Regions from separate parts of the Mus musculus genome. Here region 2 is linked to region 1. The links are chromatin contacts, called in public HiChIP or PLAC-seq maps. All regions are on one chromosome and are shown on one strand. Each heading gives the region's core, a stretch centred on a gene start, on an enhancer-like site or on the middle of the called end of the contact. The rest is flanking DNA. Distances are from core to core; before and after follow the strand shown.

What was found. HiChIP or PLAC-seq counts read pairs in DNA pulled down with a chosen protein or histone mark.
Region 2: a contact with region 1 is called in an H3K27ac HiChIP or PLAC-seq map of embryonic stem cells, with 2.9 times the contacts expected there. The contact joins the enhancer-like site here to the promoter of 3830408C21Rik in region 1. A contact is called at or near these places in 1 of 39 promoter capture datasets (pre-B cells), 4 of 484 Hi-C or Micro-C datasets (LSK cells, cerebellum, cortical neurons and 1 more) and 7 of 115 datasets of contacts at active chromatin or transcription factors (astrocytes, effector CD8 T cells, embryonic stem cells and 3 more).

What each region holds. Positions count from the first base shown.
Region 1 is chr13:107,019,825-107,024,932 of GRCm38.p6, forward strand. It overlaps 3830408C21Rik (RIKEN cDNA 3830408C21 gene), which reads left to right and starts at 2,746. Exons shown (of 4, transcript NR_015471.1): 1 at 2,746-4,158. It overlaps Kif2a (kinesin family member 2A), which reads right to left and starts at 2,531. Exons shown (of 21, transcript NM_001374727.1): 1 at 2,188-2,531. The coding sequence starts at 2,251.
Region 2 is chr13:107,871,641-107,876,566 of GRCm38.p6, forward strand. The region is part of intron 5 of Zswim6 (zinc finger SWIM-type containing 6); the gene reads right to left. Among named protein-coding and RNA genes, the nearest start is that of Zswim6, 16 kb to the right of the region's middle. Within about 2 kb of position 1,906, at least 37 of the 459 cell types and tissues checked have an H3K27ac peak or open chromatin away from gene starts, as enhancers often do. A contact at or near this core is called in embryonic stem cells and pancreatic cancer cells, where this site is marked.

The DNA.
Region 1 (5,108 bases), core at 1,496-3,995:
GATTTGGCCTTTGGAATCTCTTAATATATGGCTGTCACTGATAGAGAAATCAGGGACAAAGATCATACATGCAGCGCAGTATCTATTACCTGGTTAGCAGCAGGCTGAAGTGGCCCTTCTTTATTTACTCCTATGATCTGAGTTTTCAGGATATCAGTGTTTATTCAACAACTAGGTTTATTTATTTAATTTTACTTTTTACAATAACCACTAGTATTTTCTCTATCACAGATCTGTTATAGAAGGAAGGAAAACAAAAGCAGCCTCTTGAAAGTGAAAAGAAGGAGCACGTGGAAGAGTCTCATGGAGACGGAACTGAACACTTTTAATCCCAGTGATTTCCTTTGAAAGTCACCCGATTTTCAGGGCTGAGGATGTAGTTCAATCAGTGAATGCTTGATCCTGGAAACCTCACAAATTGGCAGGAAGCAGGAGCTGTTCAGGGTCCTCAGCTATAAAGCAAGTTCAAGGCCAGCCCGAGATCATAAGGTCTCCCAAACTAAGAAATTCTAAATGTTGTTTTTACAAAGTTACCTACTTTGGCTCCCTGGCATTATGTAAGTATTTACATGATGTATAAGCATTTACACTATCAGTTAGGACAATACACAATGTACACACTTACTTCCTGAGGAAAATACTTTTGAAAATACAAAGCTTTTGTGTATCACAATTTCTGCTATAGGCTGAAATTAAAGACTGAAAGAATATTATAAACCTATATCCTAGAATCACCAAAGAACCAAAATTACTTCAATGCATAATTAAAAAAATGGCATCTCAGATAAAATCACTTGACTATAGAGCTATTTTGTAATGATTTTAGTTAAGATCTTTAAGACTGTAAAGAATATACAGTTTATTATACTTCAAGTTTTGAATTAACATGTAAGTCCTATATTTGTTAACATACTGCCAACCTACATTCACCAAAAAATAAAATGGCATTAGACAGCATAATGATTGCAAGAAAGTCATCTTCAGAGAATTGATAAAGCAAACTCCAATCCAAGTAAAGAAAGTATCCCTTTTCCGTTTGGTAACTTCTAAAGCTCTACAAGTTATAATGTATTTTCTCAAAAATATATAATACACAAAATAATCCTTCCAGTTACCAAATTACTTCAGCTGCAAAGAGGGAGAGAAAAAAAAAATCACTAACCACTTCCAACACATCATAAATAACAGGAAAACCAATCTACTCATGTATACTGATGTGACTTGATCAAATTTGGTAGAAACCAAGAAATGGGTGTTTTGGCCATGCCCTTATTAATTGCGGTAAAGGATGGTGAATAGGCCACAATTAAGTAAAAGGAATTGGGTACAAGTGAGATGCAGTCAAGAATCAATTCCTAACACTAGCATTTCATTCATCCCCTTCTACTCAGTTATTTCATTTACAATATGGATGATTTTCACTTTACACTTAGAAGTGATAAAAATATTTCCCCCCTACGAGGAACCTACAGCAACATCCATAAGCAGCCTATGGGTCTTTTTTTTTAAATGAATTAAACATGTCTCTTCCCCTCGCCTTACACTTCTCTCAGTTACCTCCCCAGGGTGTGAAAATATCAACATCCGGTCGCCCACCCTCTCAGGAGTGTCTCCCGTGGACTGCGTCCATCCTCTCTCCATCCTCTCCTTCCCTTTCAGTAGCATCACCTTGGTGAAGCGTACCGAGTATTTCTTTCCCGTTACTCCCCCACCCCTTTTCATGGCCGAGTGCAGCCTTCTCTGCACTTGGATCAGCAGAAGAAAGCAGCATGCTTGGGGGAGAACAGGCAAAGAGGCCTGACAACCGGATAGCACTTAACAACAACCGGATGGCTCCCCAATGGCCTCTGGCTGCCAGTCGGGTCTCTCGGTGCCGACATCCCCGATCTTCACGCTACCACCCTTTCCACGCCACCGAGGCAGAGACCGGTAAAAGGCAGAGTAGAGGCAGCGCGAGGCACGGGCAACCCTAACGGAGTCCCCTGGGGGGAGAGGACCGCGAACCCGGGAGCGGCTCCCGCCCTGCGGCCGGGGCCCCGCACTGCAGCGGCGCCCGGGCGGACCCCACGCCCGCCTCACCCGCACAACGCCGCACACAAAAGCGCCGGGCCGCCGCCTTCCCGCCCCCACAACCCGTAGAGCAATCAAAGGGGCAGCCGGCCCGACGCGGCCAGAGGCGCGGCTCACCATCGCTGCGCTTGATCTCCACGTAAATCCCGATCTGGATCTTGCCGAAGTTGGCCGTTGCCATCACCTCATCCGGAGCGGCGGCAGGCGGGCGAAACAGGCGGGGAGGGGGCGGGGTGGCGGCGGGAGGGGCAGCGGTGGCCCGCGTCCGCGCCGGTCCGGGAGGCAGCGTGGACGCGAGCGGGGCCGCGGCGAGAGCGGCGGCGGACGAGCGGGCTGAAGCCCCGGGCCTGCGGGCGGACGGGCGGACGGGCGGGCGGACGGGCGGGCGGGCGGGCGGGCGCGCACGCCGGGCGTCCGGGTGAAGCGAGGGCCGCAGCCGTGAGGCGGCGCGGGGGAAGAGTGGGAGGGCTCGCGCCGCCCGCCCCTACGGACGCTGGAGAGGCGGGGCGCCGCGCGCCTGCGCACACCCGGCGGCCCGCGGCTTCCTGCCGTGCGCCCGCGCGCTCGGGCTGCAGGCGGCCCCGCCCAGCTCGGCTGCGGCCTGGCGGCGGGCGGGGCTGAGCCGTCCGCGGGAACGGGAACGGGAACGGGAGCGCGCGCGGCCCGGCCGGGTACGAACCCGCGCCGGGTTTGATTCCGCACGCGGCGGCCTACGAGGCGCGGGAAACGACTCGCGACGTCCTTCCAGAGCTCCCGCTCCGCGTGCACGCTGCCGCAGGAACGGGTTGAGGGCCGAGTGGGATCGAGGCTTTCGGGGCGCGGGACTGAGGGGCACTGACCGATTAAAGAACTGGCTCAGTGCATTTCTGTGGCTGTCAGATCGCATGCCACTCCGGGGCAGCCGGTCCTTGAGGAACCTTATTAAGGCCGGGGCATGCCTGGTTCAGGCTTCCCATCAATTATGGAGGGTCGAAAGGGTGTCGTCCACCCTGAGTAGGAACGAAGACCTCCCCTTGCCCTTTACTTCCCAGCTCATTGCAATTCAAAGCGAAGCCCTCCTGGGCTACCAGCGGGCCTGTCCTGCTATCCTATTGCTTCAGTAGAGCTCAAGGCTTACTTGCCCTAGTCTCTAACTCCAGCAGCTATGACTCAAAATCAGAGCAGAGACTTGAAGAACGTTGAATAATGAGCCTCTTCTGCAGTCATGTGGCTGAGCTGACTACAGCAACATGGAGAGTGCCAAGCAGAGGGGGCCAGGTAGACAAGCGTGTAAACTGAAGTGTAACCTCCACCAGCTTTGTCGTAAATTCTTTGTAGAATGACTTACTACTCTCCTCAGTTACTCCCTGCCTGCCCATTCCTGCATCTTGGTTTCTTCATCTTCCCCCATGATCTAGGATAATATGATCTCTTCTCCTTCCCCCTGATTATTTAAATCTTCCTCTCACCTCCCTACATTTTTCACTTGTTATTTACTTTTTTTTTTTTTTTTTTTTAGATAGGGTGTCATTTGACCTAAGCTGGCCTTAACCATGCTATGTAGTGAGGATAATCTTGAATGCCTTACTGGTGTGAGCCATCACTTCTAGTTTATGTGGTACTGGGGATAGAATCCAGGACTTTGTACGTGATGAGAGCATTGTGGATGAGAATGGTTCATGTGCTTGAATACTTTGTCCCCATTGTTGGAACTGTTTGGGAAGGATTAGGAAATGTGCCCTTATTAGAGAAAGGGTTTCACTAGGATCAGGCGCTGAGGTTTCAAAAGACACCATTTAGAGTTAGCTTTCTAGACCTCTTACTTGTGCATCAAGAGGTGAGCGCTCAGGTGTTGAGGCCAGCATGCCTTTGTTCCACCATCATGGACTTCAAACCTAGGAAACCATAAGCACAGTGAAACACTTTTGTTTTGTCGGTTGTCTTGGTCATGGTGCTTTATCCCAGAAAGAGAGGCAACTACAACACCAACAAGCAAGTGTTCTACCAAGTGAGCTAAACTGCTAGCCCTGAAAGCCTACTGTCTTTGTAAAACCTGCTCCACCCACTCCAGCCTAGATGACTCTTCTGCCTAGGGATTCTTGCAAAGTGGTAAGTATCACTTTGTAAATAGACATGTTTGATCTATAACTATGTATACATAGGAACTTTTCTTTTTTTTCAAAGATTTATTTGTTAATATTTATATGAGTACACTGTAGCTGTCTTCAGACACACTAGAAGAGGATAGTAGATCCCATTATAGGAGATTGTGAGTCACCACATGGTTGCTGGAATTGAACTCAGGACCTCTAGAAGAGCAGCCAGTGATTAATGCTCTTAATCGCTGGGTCTTGCGCGCGCTCGACTGGCCAGGAAGAACGACGCTGCAACAGGATCCTTCTGCACAAGTTTATTGGGAGAGCTTGATTGTAGAGGCGAAGAGACCCCGAGCCCAGAACTGGTGCTGCTTTTATAGGCCTAGGAGAGGCGTGTCTCACACCCGGATTGGTTATGCACTACGCCTCATTTGCATGTTCCTTATCTGATTGGCTACTCTCTCTCTCTGTACCTCACAGAGCCTCATTATCATACCTCATTTGCATGTCTCACATCTGATTGGTTACTCTCTCAGTACCTTACAGAACCTCATTATCATACCTCATTTGCATGTCTCACATCTGATTGGTTATACTCTCAGTACCTTACAGAACCTCATTATCATGCCCGGGCCAGGCAGTGTCTTTGCAAAAAACTTTACTGCATATGTACACATTGGTTGTTTGTCCAAACTTATGCGTGGTGGCCAGCAGTAGTCAGTGCCACTCTGCAACGGCACATGTGGCTTCCCACAACTGGGCCTCTCTCCAACCCTTCCTCATCACCTCCTCCTCTCTCTGTCTCTGTCTCTGTCTCTGTCTCTTTCTCTGTCTGTCTGTCTGTCTCTCTCTCTCTTTCTCTCTCTCTCTCTCTCACACACACACACACACACACAAATTCTTATTGCATGGAATAATCCTGGACAGAACCAACTTAAGGGGAGAGAAGTTTAGTTTTGCCCA
Region 2 (4,926 bases), core at 656-3,155, 850 kb after region 1:
AGGGGATTGAGATGGCTCCTGTAAAGCAAAGCAATTTCTGAATCCCTCAAAGATAATGGACTGTTCTTTCACTTACCAGAAAGTGGGGTTTCCTCTGCAAGTAAAACTCCTGCCACAAGCGTAAACATGCTTGTGTGTATGTGTCGGTGTAGCGAGATAATTACATACCTCTGAGGCCTAAGTACATCTGGTGTCACATCGCACCTTAAGCATACAGTTATTTCATTTTGAGCCATTCACTCTAGAGAGTAATTACTCATCCCATAACTTGGTCATAAAAAGCAGAGCTCACTCGCTGTTCCAGCGACTGTACAGCAGAGGTGGGATTTTATACGGTACCTGTGTAAATCAGATCATCAAAACAGTGCAAAGTGTTAAAATTATGGCAAGTTATATAGACTTCTGAAGCTTTTTAACTTGTAACCAGACCACACCGAAAGCTGCAACCGCCACAAATAACCCCCGCTGGAGATGGCTAAGTTGAAAGAATGGCAACTCACTAATTTAAGAAGATACGGGAAAGCGCAAAAGCTGAGACTGGACGTTACCTAGAAAGACCCATCTAATCTTCCTCTTCAAGGACATCTGCTAAAAACAAGGGAAACCCAAGGCTGGCTTGTGTGAGCTTGGCAGACCTTTAAGGCGGTAATCTGATAGCAATAGAGTGACGGGGCAATGAGCCTCCATCACAGAACTGCTCACAACCTACAGTGCCCAGAGCCCCTCCCTTTCCTGCGGCACCAGCACTTCTGTTACACTGAGCGCCTTGAAGCATCTCCTCCAAACACTGCTACCATGTCTTCTCCTGAAAACCACGCTCTAATGAAAACGAGGACATGGGACGTTTTTCAAGCCAAATTCACAGTGTCACCAATGTTAACTGTAACTACTATATTTCTGTTAAGTCTAACAAAGAACAGAAGATATCTTAAACTAAGCACAGTATCAGCTCCAAGGAGCAACAAGGTACTACATCATGAATGGGCCATATAACCCCTACTTTGTGTAAAGATGGCTGCCACAGCATATTCAGCAGTCAGGAGACACTGTTCAAGCAGCTGTAAGATGATAAGCATTAGGGACAACGCTCAAAGACAACTCGACCTGACACATGGGACTCCTGGGGTACAGGTCCACAGCGGGCTGCCTGGTGCTACTGCTGCATAAGGATCCGGGCATCTCACGCACAGAGTAAGATGCCTTCTCAAGTGGGTAGAAACGTAAAAACCATGCTCGTAACACAAAACTGGCACTCCAAAAGTGGAGAGATTTATACAAATTTCAAATAAACGCTGACCCAATCCTGACCCCCACATACAATAAGACACTAGAAAAAGAGGCTGTTCTTCCAAGACTACCTCTAACAGTAGTAATTTCTAACAGAAAGAACTTTATACAGCAGATGCTTGGCTAGGATTTCTTACATCCATCACTCTGGCCTGCTACTTTTCTGTTTGATTAATGAGGGTGAAAAGATTAAAATGATTGGGGGTGGGACTGAAAAGGAAAAGGCAAGAAAAAACACTACTCCATGCAGACTGGAATTAGCCCACACTGTCCCCTGCAAATGGCACTATCGCAAGCCAGTGTCTACTCTGACCAAGCAGAACTGCATCAGAACTGCGGGACAGAGAAAGGAAGTGAGCTCTGGGCAAGAGTGCCACCCATCCCTCAGACCTCCCATTCACTTGCAACCTACAACTGGAAACTGGTTGCTCTTTCCCAATGTGTCAGTTTCTCAACCCATATCAACCAAACCCACATTCCAATGCAGCTAACAGTGTGGTAAGGTACTTAATATATACAAAGAATAGGGAGCTCTCATTGTCTAGGACAGTCTAACAGTGGTGGATGCAAATATACCTTCTGGGGAATTTGGGAGTAGCTCCAAGTGACTACAAATGTAAAACACGGAAATACCTTTCATGTTATTCATGTCAGAGGGGTGGGGTAAGGATAGATGAGGCAGTGCCTCCTTCTGGACAGTCAGGAAAACTAGTTCTATGGCAAAATATCACTTCTTTCTTTGAATCAACAAGCTTTTACTGAGATATCCAACTATGTGTAGCTGTCCTAGGACCCAGGGCTAGAAACACACAGACAGACATATACACACTGCACTCATGGGCCTTACAATCTAACAGGAGAAATGGGAGGGGAGAGACCACCAAAAAAAAAAAAAAATCATTAAGGTTTCAAAGGAAAGGTTTTTTATTTGTTTGTTTGTTGCCATAACTAAACAAGGTACTAACTATGCAAAGAAAGGTGCCCTAAGTGGCAGAGCAGCTTGGGCACACTCAAGGACAAGAGAAATATTAATGCAAGAGGCACATGAGGATCATGGGGAGGGCCATGCTGTGACCTGTGGACCTATGAGCAAAAGCAGGCCACTGAAGGGTCTACAAAAGGTTGATGCAAACAGCACCCTACTGGCTACGATACGTGCAGAATCTAAGAGCTGATCTCCACCTGTTCAAAGATTATATATGCACACTCATTGCATGTGCGTGCGTGCGTGCATGCGTGTGTGTGTGTGTGTGTGTGTGTGTGTGTATGTGGGTGTGGGTGCATGTGTGTGTATGGTCTGCTCTTACATAATCACGAATAAATCCAAGTACAGAGCAACTCGAGTTTTAAAGAGCTTTGTGGTATAAAATAATTGAGAAAAGCCACTAACATAGCAGCAAAGGGGAAATGCATTAACATTATACAGCTAGAAAGACTGGAGGTGAGATCCCAGGCTCCATCATCATGGCTTTCCAAGACACAGACACATAAAAAACACCCAACAGAACTGAGAAAGAAGTTGCCAGAGCAAAAGTGGTCCATGGAAGGGGCACAACCAAGACAGACTGGGCAAACAAAACTGGCAACCAGTCCATTTCTGGATAACCCACCCTGTTGTGAGCCAAACTTTGGAAATACATCCATACTGCTAAATTCTTGCTCAAATAGAATTAAAAAAAAGAAAAAAACCCCTCTGGTAAATCTTATTATACTTCAAAACTAAGTCTAAAAGTTTCAAGAGAAAGCCATCCGTGTTTTATAGATAAGTTTAACAAACTATTTATGTTAACCAGCCAATGTATCTTCAAAATGTACAAGATCTTATGGATGTCTTGAAGTTGTGCGCTTTTGCAAGTGGTCGCTGGGAGGGAGTTGTCAAAAGACTAAGTTTAGTTTTCCAAGTTTGGTTTGGGTTTTCTTTGAGGGCTGAGGGGAACTCGGTCAAACCTTGTGGCTGTTGCAAAACTCAGTTCTCCTGCTTCAGACTACCTAGGTATGACAGAGTCTTTACAAAAAGTGAAACAGCAAGTAAAAGGGCAAGGGCTCTCTTAACTCTACAAAGGTACACATACTGCCAAGGCTCCCCTGGGTAACCCACAAAGACTTTTCTGCATGGGAATGAGCCAGGCTTACCTACTCAAAGGTGTAACCACCCAATAAATGAACTGCTTTCAGAATAGGTTTTGGGTCAGAACTAGGAGAAAAGACCTTTCCAACCAGACGGAACAAAGAGGCTTTACACAACAGTCTAGTACCAGAACCCAACCATCTACCCAGTATTCATATTCTTACTAAGTCACAGCAACACATACTCAGAAAATTGAAGAGAAATAAATAGTTGGAACTTACATACCCCGGGCCTGGCATACCATCTATCATTCATTTAAATGACAGTTTCCATGTCTGCAATACACACACGGACTGATACTATTGATAGTTGGCTGTCCTGGATTTAAAATTCACCAACATTTTTTTTCCCAGACTACCAGGTTCATCATTCATTCCTAAGAAGATTTTTGTACAACTGGCAAACTCAGGCGACCTCAGAACCACATGTGGTGGAATATTTTTACATTTGTTAGCACCCTGCCTTTCAGTCCATTTGATTAGCTAACTGACGCTCCCCTCATCAAAGATGCATAGAACTCTGAAATCTGAGATTTAAGAGCAGGCATACTGATTTCTCATAAGAAACTGCCATTCGTTTCCTGCAGCTTTCACATTAAAAATGAATTCCATCGCTGAGTTCTCAAGTTCGGCTCATCTCTTCACTAACTGTAGAATCTCACAACCTACAGATCTACTGACCTTCACTGGACAGAGAGATCATGCTTCACCCCCAGTAGAAACCCATTGCACCTACATAATCTACCAGATTGTGTACTACAAAGGTACTCTGGAGCAAGAACGAGTGCCAGGCACCAGAGTGGGGGAGCACCTCTGTAATCCCAGCACTCAGGAGCTAAGACAGGAGTACTGAGTTTGAGGGCAGTCTGAACTACAGTCAGGCCCATTTTAAACACATTTTTAAAAGACATTTAAAGTTTTAGATGTGCTCAATATTGCTTCGTAACAGAAATTCAAATTTCAACTGTTCGGAGGGCAAGCTGAAAGACACTGCTCCAACAACTGTAAAGAGTTAAAAGGCAAAAGGCAACACGGGCAGTCAGGCTGCAGAAATGCAGCAGCAGATACTGCTAAAGCAGCCATAAAGTCACTGTCACAGAAGGTATCATAAGACAGACCGCCACAGAAGGTATCATAAGACAGACTGCCACAAAGACATCAAGGTACATTGTTGCACGTCAGACTTACACATACACACAAGGCAGAAGACACCCGGCCTTGGATAAGAAATCAGGGGCTGAAAAGACAAAAACTTTCAGATTCCTGGGATTCTGTCTGTCTTTGTTTTAGACAGAATCTACCTCCTCTGTAGGCCTAGCATGGCCCAGACAGAACTCCCTAAAATGAGACTGTCTCCGTCTCCTGAATGCTGAGATTAGAGGTATAGGCCATCATCCCCAGCTCCAACAATAAGATCCTAAATAACATTACAAAGCAGCCTAACAAACTATAAATGTCTGGAACCAGGAGAGTGCCTACCACCCCTGACCAGAGTTGCTTGAATGTTTTGTG